Linked DNA regions of Rattus norvegicus: region 1 is linked to region 2. A link is a contact called in public Hi-C data. All regions are on one chromosome and are shown on one strand. Each heading gives the region's core, a stretch centred on a gene start, on an enhancer-like site or on the middle of the called end of the contact. The rest is flanking DNA. Distances are from core to core; before and after follow the strand shown. Region 1 holds the start of Ltbp1 (latent transforming growth factor beta binding protein 1). Region 2 overlaps Ltbp1 (latent transforming growth factor beta binding protein 1).

The links. A called contact is a pair of places that touch in the nucleus more often than the background predicts.
Region 1: a Hi-C map of the A7r5 cell line shows a contact between it and region 2, with 2.1 times the contacts expected there. The contact joins the promoter of Ltbp1 here to the enhancer-like site in region 2. A contact is called at or near these places in 6 of 12 Hi-C or Micro-C datasets (the A7r5 cell line, Schwann cells, kidney and 2 more).

Annotation. Positions count from the first base shown.
Region 1 is chr6:26,173,230-26,178,823 of GRCr8, reverse strand. It overlaps Ltbp1 (latent transforming growth factor beta binding protein 1), which reads left to right and starts at 1,523. Exons shown (of 34, transcript NM_021587.2): 1 at 1,523-2,319; 2 at 3,278-3,348. The coding sequence starts at 1,844.
Region 2 is chr6:26,090,336-26,095,594 of GRCr8, reverse strand. The region is part of intron 3 of Ltbp1 (latent transforming growth factor beta binding protein 1); the gene reads left to right. Among named protein-coding and RNA genes, the nearest start is that of Ltbp1, 84 kb to the left of the region's middle. Within about 2 kb of position 3,029, at least 21 of the 93 cell types and tissues checked have an H3K27ac peak or open chromatin away from gene starts, as enhancers often do.

The DNA.
Region 1 (5,594 bases), core at 274-2,773, 85 kb before region 2:
CTTCCTTCCTTTCTTCCTTTCTTTCTTTCTTCCTTTCTTTCCTTCTTTCCTTCTTTCTTTCTTCTTTTTGATGGTAGTGGCTCTCAGACAGTGCTCCCTCTGGAAGCCTGTGTTCAGGCCTCCAGGCCCAGTCTTCTCAGATCAAATACTCACCGGCATGTCAGCCATATGCAGATTGAAGTAGGTGACTAGATTGCTTCCTCAACTTGAAATGAGTTTTCCCACCATCAATATTTCTTAACTCAGTCTCACTTGCTACCAGTTGTCCTGAGCTGGTGCACAGAAAGCCAGCAAACGACAATCAAAAGTACTAATGTGTGAGAAAACCCAAGGCTGGGAAAAAGCCCCTTTTAGCTCACTTTTGAAAATATTCCTTTATTTTATGTGTGTCACTGCTTTGCATGAATATATATATATATGTATATATATGTATATATGCATCTGAAGGTCAGAAGAGAGCATCAAGTCTCCTGGAGCTGGAGGTTTGGATGGTTGTGAACTAACATGTGGGTGCTGGGAATCTAATTCAGGTCCGATGAAAGAGCAGCCAGTGCATTTAACCACCCACCAAGCTATTTCTCCAGTCTCTGGCGCTTTCTTTTTTAAATATACAGTTATTTTAATGGACTTTTGATTTCAGTCATGTAAAAATAGCATTCATTCTGTTGACATTGTTTTAATTCAGATGTTAGCAGTAAAGATGCCATTACCTGGTTTTCTTCAAAGTCTCTTTTGCAGGAGAAAGAGGAGAGAAGAGGAGAGGAGAGGAGAGGGGAGGGGAGGGGAGGGGAGGGGAGGGGAGGGGAGGGGAGGGGAGGGGAGGGGAGGGGAGGAGAGAGAGAGAGAGAGAGAGAGAGAGAGAGAGAGAGAGAGAGAGAGAGAGAGAGAGAGAGAGAGAGAGAGAATGAATCCCTAAATGCTCCGTTCCACTGCGAGGACCACCGGCTGGGCAGCCTCTGCTTTTTTCTTCATCTACATGGGCGCCCCCTGCTGCCCATCCCGCATTCTTGACCCTCCAATGCCAGGAGCAGGGTACCACAAAGTCTTCCGGAGGTTGCAGTCCTAAAGAAAACCTTCCTTCCGACTAATAGAGATAATCACTTTCCAATGGACAGCTTGCCCTACCTGGGATAGCCTTTTCTGGGACCGGACCTAGTGTTCAAATTCAACTCCTGCAGACAGTATCCAAACAAACTCGGGTAAAACACTTCTAAACTGTTATTACTCGAATCCTTTTCGGCCGCTAGAAGGAAAGGGCCGTTCTTCCCTCACCTTGCTGAGCTCTTTGTCTTCTCCTGGGACTGGGGAGCCGGAACCCTTGTCCACTCGACCCACAGTCCCAATCTTTGGATGCGGAGGGTGGCGGCTCATTCTCCGGCTCATCTCAAGCTTTCCCCAATTAGGATTTGCTGCCTGACGTCACGTCTGCCGCAGATTGGCTGTTCAGATCTGACACAGGGCTCCACCGGGGAGAAGAAACTTTTAAAAGACTTTGCAGCCGGGGCTGCCTCTGAGCGTCCAGCGCTCACGGTCGTCCTCGCCCACCCTCGCGGGGTCGGCGCCCATAGCACCTCAGCAGCACCCGGCGACACCCCGGCTGAGCCAGGGGACCCTCACCTTGAGCAGCCCGCGCCCCTCCCCTCCTCTCCACCCCAGCTCCCGCCCCCTGCTCGCCTCCGCTCCCGGCTGGGGTCCGCTGCCGCTCAGCCGCCCGCAAAGCTCCCTCCCTGCGGCCACCCAGTTGGCCTCCACCCCGCGGCGCACAGGCTCTCCGCGGAGTCCTCGGGGATACCGAGGGAGTGCGCCGGGGCAGGGCGAGTCGCACGGCCGGAGACTGCCCGCGATGGCGGGAGCCTGGCTCAGGTGGGGACTCCTGCTCTGGGCAGGGCTGCTAGCGTGGTCTGCGCACGGCCGGGTGCGGAGGATCACGTACGTGGTGCGCCCGGGCCCGGGACTGCCGGCCGGAACCCTGCCTCTGGCTGGGCCCCCGCGGACCTTCAACGTCGCACTGGACGCCAGGTACAGCCGGAGCTCAACAGCCACCTCCAGCCGCTCCTTGGCCGGGCCCCCAGCCGAGCGGACCCGGCGCACCAGCCAGCCTGGCGGCGCGGCCCTGCCCGGGCTCCGATCTCCGCTGCCACCCGAGCCCGCGCGTCCGGGGGCGCCCAGCCGGCAGCTCCACTCAAAGGCCGGTGCTCAGACCGCGGTCACTCGCTTCGCCAAACATGGCAGGCAAGTCGTGCGCTCCAAAGTGCAGCAGGACACGCAGAGCTCCGGGGGCTCCAGACTGCAGGTTCAGCAGAAGCAGCAGCTGCAGGGGTAAGCCCACGCTCCGCCTGCCCCGCGCGCTGGGACCCGGCGGGGCCAGTGCACCGTCTCCTCCCCGCCGGGGGCGCTGCGGGAAGGGGTGGGCGCGGGGGAAGCCCGCTCACTTTTTTACTGGTGTTTAACTCCGAGTGCATTGTTACCGAGCTGCAGGGAAACACAAAAGGCATTTATTTCTTTCCCGGGGCGTAACCTCCTGTGCGCAAACCCTTCAGCTCTTAGACTATGGGCGTAAACATGAAGTCACTACAGCTTAATCCCAAGGCATCAATTAAACTTCTTGCAACTCGGTTTTTTATTTTGGTTTACCTAATGAAAAAGGGATTGTGAGTGAAAGCTGGCTCTAAAGCTCTAAAGCTCTCCTTGAGCATCCCAGAAATTGTAGACTTGGGTTTCCTGGCACCTGTGGGTCCTAAATTGGTAAGAGGTTGGGATGAGATTCCACATGGACCGCAGTAGGGGTTGGAAAGTTTGTTATTCGGTGCTGCTAAATATCCCTACTGCACGCCTTTCTCCCCATTAATCACAAGTTGGGATGGGGGCGACTTAATTTGGACATTTGGCTTCTTCCCCCAACTCCCAGGGATGGATCCTCAGGGTGATCTCACTCTTTTGGCGGGGGGGGGGGGGATGGGGGGTGCGTCAGTGAAGCAAAGTGGGCCTAGAGAATATGAAGAATACTTTTGACTGTTTTAATTTGGAGTTTGAGACAACCATTTGTTTGGATTTTAAGTCTCCATGCCTGTTCTGCAGATCCAGTGGTTCCTCCCTCCTTCCCAGATGAATGGTCCTAGACCCTTACAGCTGAGCAACTTTGGGCTGGGCATCCTGTGGGCACACTTTAGAGCTCTCTCTAATCTAGAGGAACGTGGAAGCAAGAGACTAACTTTTCAGGAACTCTCTGGAAGCTTGAGTTCACTGCTCTGGACTCAGGGGTCTCACTTTGTTTCAGGATCAATGTCTGTGGAGGGCAGTGCTGCCATGGGTGGAGTAAGGCCCCGGGCTCCCAGAGGTGCACCAAACGTAAGTCACAGCAACCTTGGACAATGGACCAGGTGGGGCTGTATGTGTGTGGGGAGTTGGGGGAGGGGAGGGTCAGGTTGGGGTTGGGGAGGTTCCTCAGAGGCCTCTTGAAGAGGCAGGCAGTTTCACCCCGGAAGGTGAAATCTGAAATACAGTACACCTGCAGCCTGTATAACCATCTAGGAAGGACTGGATTATGACATCCAAGATGCCTTGCGCTCAACCCTGGCGTTTATGACTGTCTCACTTGGGGAAAAAAAAATCCCACGTGACGGTAGGCTGTGCGCCAGAACCAATACGATTAATCTAATGGTATTTACACCAACAATTAAAAAGCATTCGTTGACGTGATGTCAGAAGAGGAATGGAAATTAGGGCACCCTTTCCCAGAGTAAGGCAGGAATAGTTGCACACTGGGCATCGAACTTAAGGCTACCCACGTGCTCAGCAAGCTCTCTACCAATGAGCGATTCATACATGTGCATCAGTACACACAGCCCTGCCCGCTCCTGGATTTACAGACCTAAGCCAACCAGGCCCGATGTTAAAAGCTTCCTGAAAAGAGCGACAAGCATCATCCAACCTCGAGGTCCAGTTATTTTCCAGAATCTTCCTGCACTCGGGGCTTTGCCAGTTCAAATGCTTGCTTAACAATATTGAAAAAAAGTTAATTACACATAGATATAAGAACACTGAAGAATATTTCTTATAAACATTATAAAGTTAAAGATAAAGGTAAATGCATATTGAAGGCCCCCCCCACAAGTCAACTGGGAATAGAAAAAATTCACCTCCACTGTAAAAAGAGCAAGTGTTAGAATTTTTATTAGTTTTCAAAATATTTTATATGTATGTGTGCATGAATGTCTGCACACTATGTACATGCCTACTACGTGTAGAGGCCAGAAGGAGTCGGATCCTAGAACTATAGATCATATAGAGTTACAGATGGTTGTGAGCCGCCATGTTGGTGCTGGGACTCGAACCCAGATCCTCTGCAGGAGCATCCAATGCTCTTAATCACCGAATCATTCTAGGTCTCAAAGTGAGCATTGTTAGAGGCTCTCTTTGTAGAGCTTGAGCTGTTATCCTGTAAACTGGAGTTTCAAATTTCAGCTGCTTATGGACTTGTATTTTCTAATAGAACTCATGTGCCTTTTGGTTTGGGTCTTGTAATACTGATGAGTGAATAAAAACTGGATGCGATCATTCTGATGACCTTGTTTGATGAAAAATGCCTTTAGTCCCTGAGGTAAACAGAAGGGTTTTAAGAGGATGAAAAGGAACTGTCTCCGTGTTTTAGGATTTGGGCAAGCGTAAAGCAATGATGACTGACTTAAGACCTAAGGGCCAAACTCCAGCTGTTGGCCCAGAAACGGTTAGGCTAGTAGCCATTGTAAATTAAAGCATTATTATTATTATTATTATTATTATTATTATTATTATTATTATTATTATTACTGACACAAGGTCTCTCTACATAGCCCTTGCTATCCTGGAACTCACTCCATAGACCCGGCTGGCCTCAGATCCATAGAGATCTCCCTGCCTCTTCTCCCCGAGTGCTGGGATTAAAGTTAAGCGCTAGCACCACCTGGCTCTAGTCTGTTCCTACCTCTTAGGAATTGACTGGAATGTGGCACAGCATTATTCTGGACTAGGGTCGATTCTCCTAGTCACTACATCTGCCTTAAAGCCGCTGTGACATGTTTGCCCTCTGTGACAGTGCCGAGGCAGCGAGATCTTGCTGTGTGAAGGTTGAACACGTGGCACAGGACTTGAGGAGATAGCTTACTCAGTAAAGTGTTCGTCCTGAAAGCATAAGGTCTCGAGTTCAATCCCTAGAACCTACCTAAAGAGGCTGGGAGGTAAAGACAAGTGAGGCTCACTGGCCAGTCAGCCTGGCCTAACTGCTGAGTTTTAGGCCTATGAGAGACCCTGTCTCCAAAAACAAGGTGGGGGTCTCTAAGGAAAGACATTCAAGGTTGATCTGTGGCTTCTACGTGCACACACATGCACACGTACCAGCACACATGTTCACTCATAAAGATACTCATCCATTCACCCCACACATGTACAAACCAACAGAGCCTGCTGGTGTGTGCTGTGAGGTTTTATAACAATTTCTCTGCAAGTGACCGAGTGCCTTTTCTAAAAAAGACAACTCCCCAAGGTTCCCCTTTTCTGGGGGCTCGGGATTCCCACGAAGCACCAGAAAGAGATTATCTGGATATCGAACCTTCATA
Region 2 (5,259 bases), core at 1,780-4,279:
TAAATCTGGTTCATCGCAGCGGTGATAAAAATCTCACTCACTTCCACAATACAGATTTTCAATGTTTATTTACCTATTTATTTTTAGTTTTGTTTTTCAAGACAGGGTTTCCTAATGAGTCCCTGGCTTTCCTGGAACTAGCTCCAGGAAAAGCTCCAGTCACCAGACTGTCCTTGAACTCAGAGGTTCACCTGCCTGTCTCCCAAGTGCTGGGATTAAAGACACCACCCGGCTTTTCAATGATAGTTGATTCATTTATTCCATCAGAAAACATTTGTTGAATGTCATGTATAGGTCAGGTACTGGTCCAGGTGCATCAGTTGAAGGTGCAAAGTGATATGTCTGAACAGTCGTGATGGTTAATTAACTGCTAATTAACTAATTAACTGCTGAGTTAAGCAGGCACCTGACAGATTCTAATAGAGAATGAAGAAAGGCAGGGACTAGAGGATTAGAGTAAAGGAAGTTGACCAGAATCTGCAGGATTAGGAGATGCAAGGAAGAGACTGGGGTTTAAGTAAACAGCAGCATCAGACATGTAGGTACTTCCTGTGACACTGTTGGGAGCTCCCTCTCTTCAAGGAGAATTGAAAAACAGTAGTGAATGAAATTGAGTGGGGAGACTCCCATTCTGGATGTCCTTGACGATTGAACAAAGGGGTCTCACAGTGGGGCTTAGAGACGTAGAAAAAGGCCCATATCAGCCATTAAGGAAATGTGAGGGTCACTTGTGTGTTGGGCACATTCCAGGGCTAGATGACTGGTGAGCCTTCTTCATAACCAACCTGCCTCTCACAATGATTGCTTGAGAGAAAAATTTCGGTCTAGTGATAAAAGAAACTTCTTCTGGGTCCAAGTTAAGAACTGCAGATCTGTTTATGTGCCAGGGTTAAAAAATTATGTACTGTGTAACGCTCATCTGTCTCTAGATCATTGGATGCATGGGAAAGTAGAGGCCTGTCTGAATGCTTCCTTTTCCTGGCTCTACTCTGGCTCTGGACTCAAACTCACCAACCAGAGTCAAAACCAGATTTAACTCCCTTCCCTGTGACTCTTCTATCCATCCTCAAACCATTCTGGGTAGCAGGTTCTCATGCTCTGTAGGAAGAACAAAGTATTTTATTTTGGCCTTATCAGATGTCCATTGAGCTTTGATTTTTGACATTTCTTGATCTTTGGCTGTATAGTTTTTGGTTTTAAAGAATTCATGTTATCTCTGCCCCTTCCTACATATACCTCCAAGTGTTCTCATGTTAGGCCAAAAGTGGTCCACTCACCTGTTCTCTTCCTCCCTCAGCTGGCAGAGCCCTGGTTTACATCTTTCATGATGTCTTTTCTAAGAACTGGGAATGAGCCCCTCACCCCTGTCTTATACTTCTATAATAACCCACCTACTGTGCGCTTCTCGTCTTACTAGTTAGTACTTGAAATAGTTAAATATAAGCTAACCATAAAAGTATGAAACAGAGATTGCATATTTATTTTGAGACATTTTTCCCTAAGTAATGGACTTTTTGTTTCAGGTGCGGCATGTATTTGTTTAGTTAACTGTTAAGGTCTAAAGTTGCCCGGAAGGTTTTTATGATTTGCTCTGTAGGTGACTCAACCCGGGTGACCTCTACATGATAGAAGTCACAGTATTGCTTCAGAACTGGAAACTCTAGAGCTAGTGAAAAAGTTCTGTTTCTTAAAATTAAAAAAAATAAAGTCCACATGTATTCATGTCCAAATATATTTAGGGTATTCATAAAAAATAAAGAGATGATCAAGCTTTCAGCTATATATCCTCTGCATTGAAATCTTTCATCCTGGAAGAAGCCTCATTAAGACTCAGGAAGAAAATGAAACTTAACAAGATTCAGGAATTAAGCACAGTTTACAAGTCTCAGGAAGTTCCTGCAGTTTAGGAGATTCACAAGACCCCTCTGCATGGTTATATAAGCAGTAACAGTTGCTAGGGAGAAAGTAGCGAAATTATTTGCAGGTGTAAGTTATCCTCATGCTGGTCAGACTTCAGTGATGTGGTTGTCTTTGAGCCATCCACACTCCTTTAATAAACTCTCTGGTTCATTAAGCTAGACTAGGAGGGAATTGTTTCTTTGGTGTTTTGTTAGTTCCTTGTTTGGGGTGGAAAGGTATTTGTTCATGCTTCCCAAGGGAAAGTCTCACAGCAAAGCTCTGTTAGGAAGTCTTTGACAAAAACAAGCAAACAACAAAACAAAACATAACACCAAAAACAAAATGGGAGGATTTTCAATCTCACATATCTCATTATTTCATATATACCAGGTACTATGCTAACAACTAGTATAAATATTCTTTCATTTCAGTAAATAAGGGGTAGCAGGAATTATTTTTCTTTGCTTCACATTATTTCTAGAGAAATTTAAACAAGTAAATACACTATTTTTAATTTTACAGATTTAATTTTTGTTTTATGTACACAAGTGTTTTGCTTGTATATACATAATTCCATGGCATGTATGCTGGATGTCTGTTGAGGCTGGGAAAGGATATTGGATTCTCTGGAACTGGAGCTGTGGACAGATGCCAGGAGCCGTGTTAGTTCTCGGAACTGAACCTGGGCCCTCTACAGGAATAGAAAGTGCTCATAACTTCTGAGCCATCTCTCTAGCCCCTATAGCTATCTTTTTATAGGACAAAATATATGTGATACTATGTATGCCTTCTAATAAAGTCACATATTTGACATCCTCTGTCAAAGTCTAGTTCTGGTGTTGATGGGGCTGGAACTAATAAGCAAGTGATTCATTGAATCCTTCCCTGTGGGTACCAGGTCCTGTTTCAAATCACAGTTGTAGTATGTGAAGTGTAGCTAGATGCTAGCATTACAAACTAATTACTTCTAGATGCTTTGCTGTGGCCAGTATGGGCAATTAGGTGAGAGCACCGAAGAGTTTCCTGCTGCATCGGAAACACTGCAGCCGTAGTTCGGGAATTTATAGCCACCACAGAGCTTTGCAGGGAGGGATTGAGTATGTGTGGTGCTCTTTCCAGGAAGAGCTAGCAGCCTCTAAAAACTAAGCGGCTGCCAGTGAGCTGGCTTCTTTTTGTATGGGGACACTGCCTCTAGTGTTGAGGAAAGTAATTCACACTAGGAAATAGTCCAAGATTCTGATGCTCTCTTGAAAGCGAGTTGGTTTCTTGCTGTCTGCTGTATAGGAGATCCCAGATGAACAACATTCTTCAAATAGCTTTGGCTCTATTCTGCACTCAGGCAGGCCCGGAATGGTGTGCCTCAAAGGCCTCAGGAGTTATCAATGCAGTGTCGTAAACCTGCTTTCCACAGGTCTTCCCAGGGACTGCTGGCCTATTCCTTAGTCCAGAGCTCTGAAGGGCACATATGCGTATGGTTTGTATAATAGCTGTCCTTGGTGGCTTGCAGCTCACAGGGCATCTTCTTCTCAGATGGTGTTTTTCTTCCTTTCTTCTTCTGGATTGTTTTTGAGGTCCTGCCGTTGTGGACTCACATATGTATAGAGTTAGAATCTGACAGACAATACTTGATAGCTGGCTGCTTTGTATTTTTGTGCTAAAATTAATCTACATCTCAGATTGTCTTAGCACCAGTGAAAATAGAAATGGATCCTGGATCCACCAAGAGCCTTTGAAAACACTAGTGAGTGTTAGTGTAATTAAAGTTGTTGGAAGTTTAACTGTGTAAGGCTAATACTTAGCACAATGGTGGGATATTGAGTGGGTTTTTTTTTCCTGCCTTTTGGGTCAGCTGGACGGCTACTGAGGGTTTCATTATGTGAATGCATTTAAAGTAAACTATTTATAAACCTCCTTAATGCAGTTGTGCTTTAATGTTTGGATGCTAGAGTCTGCATGGATCCCAGAATGGATTTGGTATTCCATATCATGTTGGAATGATGACAGGCTATGGGAGCATAAGACAATGCTGGCACATTTTCAAAGACATTCCTCCCCGGTCTGGGTACTGTAATAAACACAACTGCAGTTCGCTCAATTCATTATACACACAATGTGTGCAACAGTTTGGAAGTGTCTTTTTTTTTTTAAATTCCTTTTATTTTCTTTCCCCCCTCCTCCTCCTCCTCTTCCTCCTCCTCCTCCTCCTCCTACTCCTCCTCCTCCTCCTCCTACTCCTCTTCCTCCTCCTCCTCCTCCACTACCTCCTCTGGTTTTAGAGGATTATGTAGAGAACTAGGAATAGCATCTATCTGGTAAAAACAGAAGTTAGGTTTGACCTTTTCTTTAAAAAGAAAAAAAAATATCAGCTGGATAATTCAGTGTGAACGTCCCGCAGCAGTCTGCTTACAAAGGGGCTTGCGTTAGGAAGTGTGGGTGCAAGTTGCTTGTGCAAGATTTCGCTATCGGGCAGCAGGTGGCAAGCTTTGCTTTTCAGTGTTCCCCTGTCTTATTTTTTTTATACCACAGGATGCCAAGATTCGAAGAGGGTGGTTTGAGTCCACTAGAATATGTCATTTCTTGGCCTCGCAGCCTTGAACCGCCTCCTTTCTCACTGTCAGTAATCGCCTTTCTTTGGATACCATTGCTGACCTTCAGTTCCCCTGTTGCAGATGGATAGGAATTAATTCATATGAGCAAGGCTTTATTCTCTTGATTTTAGCAACATGTTCCTAATAGAGAGAGTAAATTAGAAACAAGTGAGTTTAAGGCAGGCCCCATGCGATTTATATGGATTTGGTTGTGCCATTTCATTTAATAATGAATTGTGTGTGTGTGACACACACACACACACACACACACACACACACACACACATTTCTAACTAGCTAAGTGCCTCACTGTGGAGGTGAGAGGGAAGGGTATCTGAAGTGCGTTCTAGGAAAGTATTTGAAAACAGAGAAGAAAAATGCACTCCGAGACCAGAATGGCAAATGGGTTTCCTGGTGTGCATACTCAGAATTTGAACGATTGGAGCTGAGCTGGGGGCTTTGCATGTGCTCTTCAGTCTCTTGGCCACTGATCTACACCCTGTGCTTTAGGATTGGAATTTGAAGTCTAGAAAAGAATTCACACTTGGAGAGAACCACGAAGAGGCAGACACTGAATCCTTCTCTAGTTTATTCGTTTGTACTTTTCAATAGTACGTGTCACGTTTTAGATATTTTAATGTGATGTAAAGAATGGAAAATAATGAAAAAAACAAAAAACAAAAAACAAAAAGAAACCCCAAACCTTGATCACTGTGAGCGTTTGAGTCCCCTAGTGGTCAGCATCGGCTCGGTGCTCAATTATCTTTCCTGG